Linked DNA regions of Oncorhynchus mykiss: region 1 is linked to region 2. Evidence: chromatin contacts called from public Hi-C data. All regions are on one chromosome and are shown on one strand. The core of a region is the stretch at or near the end of the contact, and the rest is flanking DNA. Distances in the headings are between cores, read along the strand shown.

Region 1 (4,659 bases), core at 1,088-3,587, 160 kb after region 2:
GAGAGGGGCTTTATAGTGCCAAAGTAACCGCCTTTATAGACATGATCTGTAAATTAATAAGAATAAACTTTTCTTCTTGAATTACATGCATAAATATGAGATAATGTGATATGTTATTTGACACAACACGGTTCAACACAGATTAATCTCGATTTATTTAACTCTGCTTCTCATAAAATAAATAGGCCTACTATCTTTTTCTGAGAGAAGTAATCAGTTTGCCCAGGGAAATAAAAAAAAATGTTAGCCTGTATGTCGTTTTAATTTAATGTGTTGTGTATCGATGGCAAACGAAAGTTTTCTTTAACAAATGTAAATACATAAATCCATTCTTCCTCTCCAACATGCAATAGGCTGTAGGCCTAAACTTGAATGAGCTGGCGCGGATGTGACTTTCACAGAAAATCCCTGCACGGTTCCCATAACCTTCGCGTGCTTTGGGAGATTCTTCACACAATCGCCGCCCTGGGCTGCGCTCGTGACATCGGAGCTTTCCCCCCAGAAATGATATGGGGTGATTCATTATTCAAACTGTCATACCAAGTTGCCAAAAGCAATATATTTGCGGAAATATGTATTTATAGAAGCAAATCCAATAATAAAATAAATCTTAAAATAAATATTTTAGACAAATGTAACAATGTTTTTATAACATTTTGCACACTGGGGAAACGAACAGCGCCGTAATTGCGCGTAATTGTGGCTGCCAACTTTATCTAGGCTAAATCAAATAATACGGCGCTGTATTGCGCGTAATTGTGGCTGCTAACGTTATCTAGGCTAAATCAAATAATACAAAACAGTATTAGTTCCAACCAAGTCTCTCAAACATGAATAAGCATACAGATCTCACTGAAGTGTAAAATGCTTCACTTACCACAAGGTTCCCTTTGTGTACGCATGCTGCGCCCGAACCCTGGATGACGCTGTCCAGCACCTGCACATCGCTGCTGGGGGAGTTTGAGCAGTTCCTCCGGCCCTGACGGATCTCCTCCTCGATATCTGAGAACCGAAAAGCGCACAGGGCAGACTTTCTGTCTGATTTGGTGAACACTCCGAAAAGGTGCGATTCCAGCCCCTCTCCGCTCCGGGAGTGGATCTCCGCGGGGTGAACGGAGACCAGCCGGTTGTAGATGTTTCCGTTATATCCACACTGAAGCGGCATCTGGATGAAGGACTCAGTGAGCTTTCGGCTTTCCGAGGTGGATTTTCGTGTGTTCTCAGTGTCCAGACATATCCTTGCAAGGATGCTGTTCGGCTGGCTCTGCTTGTGGCCCATATTCGCGTCATTGTTGATAGCAATATACGCGTAGGTCTTCTGAATGAAGGCATGAACGAAGTTTAGTTTATTCTTCTGCTTCACCTCCTGTTTTATCTTGAAGACGTTGTCCTCGGACGGGTTGATGTCATAGGTGAACAGCCTGGATAAATCATTGATGTTCAGGGACCGAATTGCGATTTCGGGTGTGTTCTCGAAGCGCAGGTCCTCCTTGCTGTGGTTCTTGGGGAAAAACTGGGTCCCAGCCCCGGTATAAGTGGCCCCGACGAGGAGCCGGGTGTTACCCCCGTGGCTCCTGAAGATGAGCCCCACGGTGGAGGCGTTAGGGTGGTTGGCGGCGATGTTCAGCATGCTGGGGAACACTGTCTTCTCGCCATGAGGGGGGAACTCCACGGCTATCTCCGATATGTTTTCCATCTTCCTGAGCTCACAAAAACCCTGGTACACCGAGCCGCATACCACCAGCACCCCCTGCTCCCTGTCCAGCTCGAGCAGCTTGTTGAAGTTGTCGGTGAGGGATTTGGGGTGCTCGCAGGGCGCCTGGGGCAGCTGCGGCGCATGGCACAACAGGTTGTCCTCCACCGGCCCCGTTCTCTTCTCCACTTCTACGCTCAGGGTCCCGTTAAGCTGGTACACCATGTTTACCGTAGCCAGGTAGACTTTTCTGCTAACCTCATCCACCACAAAGTTATTTGTCTGGTTTTGAGAGGCGAACGCCTGTTGGATCTGTAGCGCGCTGGCAAGGCTGTGATGGGCATTCCAGGGCGATTCTAGCACCAGAACGCCGAGAATCAGAACTGCTATCTTTTCCGAAGGAGGCATTTTTCCTTCTGGCCGGTTTCCGCGTGTTCTGTGCGGAGGGGTGCATTGAGTAAGGACAAAATAATGTGTTTGTTCCTACTGCGACAATCTAAGAGGAAATGCTGTTTCCTGCTCAAAACCCAAACACAGAGTGACGCAATAAGAGTCGTGCTTCATTTTCCCAGTGCAGCTCACCGCGGAAGAGAGTTGAGCGCGCAGAGCTGTCTGCTGCCCCTCTCTCTGCCCACTCCACCTACAGCCCCGCTCCCAGCGGCTGCAATCCCAAACTCCCCATTAATTCTTATTATAGTATATAGGCCCACGCCTTGGAATTTCATAATTTAAAATGTGTTCAGTCAAAGTTCATTGTTGCGATTGGTGCATGCTAATTGTAGGCTATTTGCGTAATGTTCATCCACACACCAAGGCAGAACAATAATGGTGTAATTACTGTTAATGATCTCTCTCTCTCTCATATATATATATATATATATATAAATAAAACTATAATAACATTTTTACAAAATAATAATTTGAGAGGGAATAATAATTTGAGAAGAAAGTATAGCCTATGGTTCCGCTCCTCTTAGGGTTAATGGCGGGTCTTACTCTCATCTCCTGCGGCCAGTTGGTCCCTTGGTTTTCAGATTAGTTCTGCCTGCAGATACGCAGAGGGCTCCGTCTGCTCTGCGCACATACGGTGGGGGTAAGCTACGTGAAAGTGCTACCAGATGGGCACCACAGCGCACCTTTCCGGTTTTTGACATTCACATCTATTTAGCAGAGCGTTTGGGTCTGCGCCTCATAAATATTCTAAAGCAACACATGTGCACCTCTCAAAAATGTGTGATTAAGTTTAAAGAGACAATCTGCTGTTGCTAGATCCATTTTTAGGACTTCATATGTACCTAATGATTCTTGACGAATACAACCTTTAAATGAAATACAAAATAATATAAAATGGTACTTGCCACATGCGCCGAATACAACAGGTGTAGGTAGACCTTACCGTGAAATGCTTACTTCCAAGCCCTTAACTATATTTATTGAACTGCATTGTTGGCTAAGAAAAGATTTACTAAATAAACTAAAGTTTTAAAAAGAAGGTACACAAAACAACAATACCGAGGCTATATACAGAGGGTTCAGGTTAGACGAGGTATGTAACCACGCTCATGAGTTTAGTTCGACTGTCGTACCCACTCACAATCCAAAATATAGCCTACGCTTTTTTAACTCCAATGTTTGTAAACAAAGAAACTCTGTATAATTTTGATATCATGGATATTCGGTGCTTGCATCCATAGCCCTGTCTATGAATTTGAGTGGTTACATTTCTCCAGCCCCATACATCTGGTTTTTGCGAAACAGGGTAAGTTGATGTCTTTTATTGTTCAACTACTGATTGCCCCTTTAAACTTCAATTTTTTTTCCAAAACACAAATTAAGTGCTTCTTGTGAACAACTACGCAATGAGAGAACATTGAAAAGCTCAAAGGGACTTTAAACAAAAAGTGACAGCGCAAATTGAGAGCCCGTAATTTTGGATTAGGCTACCCATGGATTTATTCTCTCAAAAACCGTTAAAATAGGCCCACAGAAAGTAAATACAATTACCAAATGTGATGGCCATCACTCTGTTCTATTCGACGCATTGTAACCCATGCGTCATGCCAGTTTGGACAGTATCCAAAGCATGCTGGAACTATTATATCTCTCGGGCCAGCTCTGTTCCTCTCAGGTTGGTGCACGCCTCCCATCACCACTTGGCGATGTTATTTGCGCTGATAAACACCGCCCGGGTCAATGCGTGTTTACGTTGGCCCGCACGCACGCTCATCTAATCCGCCAGCACGGAGGGGCAGGAAAGCGGTCTGATAAGGAACCAGCTGACTGATCGCAATGCAGGACCAACAGTCTCCACCACGCATACGTACAGCCTAAGCCTACACACACACCCTCCAACACACTCCCTAATGCCCCACTAAGAGTGAGAGTGGGAAGGGACCTGGAAAATAGACTGGGGAGAGAGGGGGTATCACGGGTCACTGCTGTCAAGGATCAGATATCAACAAAGAGTGCTGCGTTCTGGTTACACTCGATTATTCGTGACACCTCACCGAAGCGCGCACGTGTGTGTGTTGAGGTAGGCTTATTTGTCATACATGGGTCTTGTAATATATGCAACATAGATATGGTGCATAAAGAAAAGGCATTTAAACAGTATTGGTGCGTGTAAGAGAGAGAGCTAGAGACTTCCCGAGCCTTCTCTCACAGTGAGGTGAGGGCCTTCTGGAGTGAGAGACTGCTATTTTCTCTGTTGTCAGTGAAAACAGCTACTGCTCTCTACTCTGTGGTGGAGCTCTGAGGCCCGGGCTCTGCCCAACAACCTGTTTCCTGACAGATAAGAAACAACACCTCCACAAGGCCTGGTCAACACTCCACTGCCCATCCACTCCATATGGACTGACATTGTTGTGCATGAACAGCTAGGGAATATGAATGGGAAAAATACACACACACAGTAAATATGGTGTTTCAAGGATCTATTTGATAACTTTGAGCATACAGATCAAATC
Region 2 (4,678 bases), core at 394-2,893:
CTTTCCCTCCCCCATTCTCTCACCCTCAGCCTCCCCCTCTCAGAAGCAGACTGCACCCTAAGGACTGGGACATTTAAAGGTGACACAGGAAACCACTCTCCTTGACCAATGAGAGCGTCCTGTAGCTCAGTGGGCGGGGCCAGCCTGACCAGCTTTTCTCTCAGCAGCCATGGCCTCCTCTGGGGGCTCTTCTAAAGTACGACATCATCAACTGGCTCCGCCGACACAGCCTGCAGACGCCTCTCAGTCTCATTGTCATCACCATCATCATCACCCCTTCTCACAGAGGTTTGTATGTTTCTTTTGTTAATGTCCTCATTGGTGTCTGATGTGCGGCCAGTTTCTGTGTCTCTCCCAGCTGCCTGTCTGTGATTCACCTGGCCAAGGGAGGTCTGTCAGGGGTATACTGAATTGACAAAGTGCCCTTTCCTCTAACTCTGAGTTCTCTGCTTGTAGGATTTTGCGAAAGAGGCTCTTTTTGTGTTATTTGGAGAAAGGCGTAATATTCGACCCCCCTCTTCCATATTCTCCTCTGTGTCCTGCCTGTCTGTGTCCTGCCTGTATGTGTTTTACCTGTTATCAGTGACCTTAGGTGTGACGTGTGTGTTCCTGATGACCATTCCTCTGTCTCTCCTGGCTGGGCTGTGGGGTCACAGCTGCACTGCCACTCCTGGCTGTTGTGACATCAAAGTTGTCTATCTGTAGATCCCCTCCGAAAGGAAGGAAGGCTTGATGAGACATTCTGGACGGAACCTCTGTCCCAGGGGACTGCAGAGGTAGACAGATCAGTTACCTCATGAGGAATTATTGATCCGACTTTATGATCTCACTCTGAAATGCACTTAACCCCTAGCCCTGACAGTAAGATACAGACATACTTCAGTGATGTTTACATGCAACAAGACTTGAGAATGAGAGCATATGATGGATTGGACCCAGCTTGTTTTCTAACCGTCATATCTGAACCAGGAACAGCCATAGCGTCTGCCTCTCCATCAGGATTAGTGTGTGTCAGTGATGGTGTTCTCTGTGTTGAGGTCATTGTTTTTTAGCCTGGTTGTGACCGTGTTGTTGGTGTCAGTAGGTTGAAACACAACTTTTATCAAAAGTGGACTGTCCCTCTCACAGCCTGTGATGGAGCTGACTGTCCCCTGTTGAGTTTCATGTGGCTGAGATCCTCATGCTCCAGTCCTCCCTCTCATCTTCAGTCATGATGTTGCTCTCTCAATCTATCTGGGGTTGAAGCTCTATACCTAGCTGCCACTAACAAAAATATGAATTAGAACAGTCAATCCACTGTCCATCATGTTATAGGGATTGGGAAAATAGGTGACTATTAACTAACTAGCTAACTTAACTAACTAGCTAAGTAATGCATTTGCAGAGGCTTGATCTGACAGCTGTGTTTTGTTTACATGCCTCATCATCACATGCTGTTCTAGAAAAATGTTGCATATTACTTAATGATCAAGTTTAATAAAGTTGTCGGGTGCTAGGCATTTCGGAGACATGACATCAACATCTTTGGATAAATTGTATCTGCCGTTGTGCTGTATGAAGTTCTGTGAACTACTTTGTGAGCGACTCTGCTTGACTCATGCGCAGAACACAGGAAGGAGGACAGGAAAGAGGGAAGGGAGTCTGCGCACAAGTAAGCAAGCAGGTCCTGCCATGTAAACGATCCTCGGCCCCACGAAAAGACAGCAACCTGTTGAACAACCTAACGTGTATCTGTTTAATTTGTTAAAAAGGCAAAATGAGGGCAGTTCCTACATGGATTGACAAAGTACATGATCGCGACAAAGTTGAGCAATGGTAATCTAGCCTTTGCATTTACAGTTTTATCAACAGGCCTGATGTTGCAGTTGGCAGTGTTGATAGCAACGGCGGTTACTATCTAAACTCCCGCAGTGGCTGGCTAGCTAGCTAGTTAGCCAACTGTAGCAAACTAGCTTTGTTTACTAAGATTTTCACTATCCATTTCATGCAATCTTAAAATAAATGATCTGTCTACTAACGAGTGATAACGTTGCTAGTTAGCTAGGTAATCTGTTTGCGTGGCTAAGCACAGCTAGAACATTAATGCTAACTAGCAGAGCAGCTACCTATGGCTTAATAGCATAATTGAAACAGGTTTTCAGCATATTGTGATTGCAGTACATTTTCTCCCTAGTATCTACGACCTTGCCTTCAAACCAGATGGCAGCCAGCTTATTGTGGCAGCTGGGAATCGTGTTTTGGTGAGTTTGGGGATGATGATGATGATGCCATTGGTTTTCGAATCATAGCTAAGTTGCATATATTGCTAAGTATTGCATATTGTCTTTCCAGGTGTATGACACATCAGATGGAACTCTCATTCAGCCTCTGAAAGGACACAAGGACACAGTGTACTGTGTTGCCTACGCCAAAGATGGTACTTAGTACAGTATACTCTTAACACACCAATCTGGATGTTCCCAATTAACAAACACAAGTCTGTTGGGTCTCACATTGTGCTTCTCTGTAGGGAAACGGTTTGCCTCAGGTTCTGCTGACAAAAGCATCATCATCTGGACATCTAAACTGGAGGGTATTTTGAAATATACGTGAGTGATCATTATTACCACAGAATTAGGAATTAGAATAATTTAATAGGATCTCTATGATTATTACACACATTACAACATTATCAGTAGCATTATGTTCTGTTGAGGTCACTCCTGGCTCACTCACTATGCAGATTTTGTTTGTATGTTGCTCCTCAGACATAATGACTCCATCCAGTGTGTTGCCTACAACCCAGTCAGCCACCAGCTGGCCTCCTGCTCCTCTGGGGACTTTGGTGAGTGGTACACTGGGATTGTCCTGTCCTCTACACCTCTACAGGGAAGGGGTTAAAGGGGTGTTGAAGACATGCAGTCATAAGAGCAGCATCTGTATAATTTGTTTCTCTCTCTAGGTCTGTGGTCCCCAGAACAGAAATCTGTATCCAAGCACAAAGTCAACAGCAAGATAACATGTTGTGGGTGGGTATTGAGAAATTGCTGCTCTCCTTTTTGTTTGGATAGCCTCTCTTATGGTCAGTATTGTCATAATTATTTTGACCGCAGGTGGACCAACGACGGTCAGTACCTGGCCCTGGGCATGATGAACGGGGTGGTGAGCATCAGGAATAAGAACGGAGAGGAGAAGGTGAAAATAGAGCGACCAGGAGGATCCTCCTCTCCTATCTGGTCCATCGCATGGAACCCCTCCAAGTGAGTCACTCACCTCTCATGTGGGCTTTTTGCTGTGTAAAACATTTTAAACCTGTGTGTGCAATGTCTTGGAGAGTAAAGGTTTATTGCTTTTGAAATCAACAATAATACATTTTTTTCTGAGTGATATTTCTCTGGATTTAGTCTTTTTAAGCTGCCAGTTCACAATGTGAAACAAGCATGGTAGTGAAAATCAGAGAATGACAGTGTATGGCCTGTAGACAGCCAGCAAGTGTCAGTGTTTGACCAGGCAGGCTCTGACAGGGACTGGTGGAAGTGGATGCCCTTCTGTGAGGGAGAGGACGACGAGGCGGTGGATGTGGACAGCAGCATGCCAGAGCCCCTGTGCCTGCTCATTGACACCGCCTACAGCCAGAGCTGCAGTAGCAGGGTAGAGGTCCTGGGGCTAGGCAGGCAGCTGGAGAGAGAGAGGCAGGTAGGAAGAGGAGCAGAGACGGACAGGCCTGAAGGAGAGGAGGAGGAGCCCATGCTGCAGGGAGGGTTCTCTGATCCAGACCACTTCAGCCAGCTCAGGTAGGGAAGGCAGAGAGGGAGGACAGAGAAATTGAGAAAGGTAACATAAAAGCTCAGGGAAATACTTCGGTTAGGTCTAGATTTATATGTTTGGAGGCAACACAATGATATAGGACACTTACTTTTACCATACCAGTGAGATGTAGGGTTTAATGTACCTTTTGGGTGAATAAGATTTGAAATCTTTCTAAATCCAGTTTAATTGTCAGAATGTTAAAGTGGAAAATATAAACTCATGTTGGAGTGTCTCTCTTAGGGATGAGCACAATGACATCCTGGCTGTGGCAGACTGGGGGCAGAAGCTATCCTTCTACCAGCTCAGTGGAAAACAGGTGTGTGTCTGCAAAACGCATGTCCGTGAACCATCTCCCCAACATTTACTTCAGGCGTCTGGAATTTAATAAATGTTTTTGCCTTCTTCCGGCCCATCTGGATAGTGGGAACATGTTAGATAAACATTTTGGGTTTGTTTCCACAGCAAATGAATAAATAGTCTACATGTCTAACATAAAATAAAACATAAAATATACTAAAAATGCAATGGTGAAAGATATTGAAAAGAGCAACTTTGCTTAATAGAAACTACTGTGTAGCACATCGGTGTGTAGGACACAAAGTTGTTACATACAGATCAAGTAAGTAGCGCTTCATGAGTCTTGACTTGTATGAGCCGAAACAGCTCATGGGAGCAGGAGCATGAGCCAAGTACACAGGACGTTAGTATATCGCAACCCCCAATCTATCTCATGCTGAGTGCCAAGCAAGGATGGATTAGGTCCCATTTTTACAGTCTTTGATATGACTCGGCCCGAGGATCCAACTCTCAATCTTCCAATCGCAGGACGGACACTCTAACCACTGAATTGGTGACAGATCAAGAGGCCTAGGTTATGACCACGGGTTTA

The links. Hi-C and Micro-C count contacts between places; a contact is called where the count stands out from the background.
Region 1: a Hi-C map of liver shows a contact between it and region 2, with 4 times the contacts expected there. The contact joins the promoter of plxnd1 here to the promoter of ift122 in region 2. A contact is called at or near these places in 2 of 3 Hi-C or Micro-C datasets (blood and liver).

The regions. Positions count from the first base shown.
Region 1 is chr16:59,536,327-59,540,985 of USDA_OmykA_1.1, forward strand. It overlaps plxnd1 (plexin-D1), which reads right to left and starts at 2,338. Exons shown (of 36, transcript XM_036947420.1): 1 at 878-2,338. The coding sequence starts at 2,101.
Region 2 is chr16:59,376,508-59,381,185 of USDA_OmykA_1.1, forward strand. It overlaps ift122 (intraflagellar transport 122 homolog (Chlamydomonas)), which reads left to right and starts at 1,644. Exons shown (of 29, transcript NM_001374821.1): 1 at 1,644-1,815; 2 at 2,174-2,240; 3 at 2,332-2,416; 4 at 2,510-2,588; 5 at 2,748-2,824; 6 at 2,942-3,008; 7 at 3,093-3,239; 8 at 4,030-4,105. The coding sequence starts at 1,757.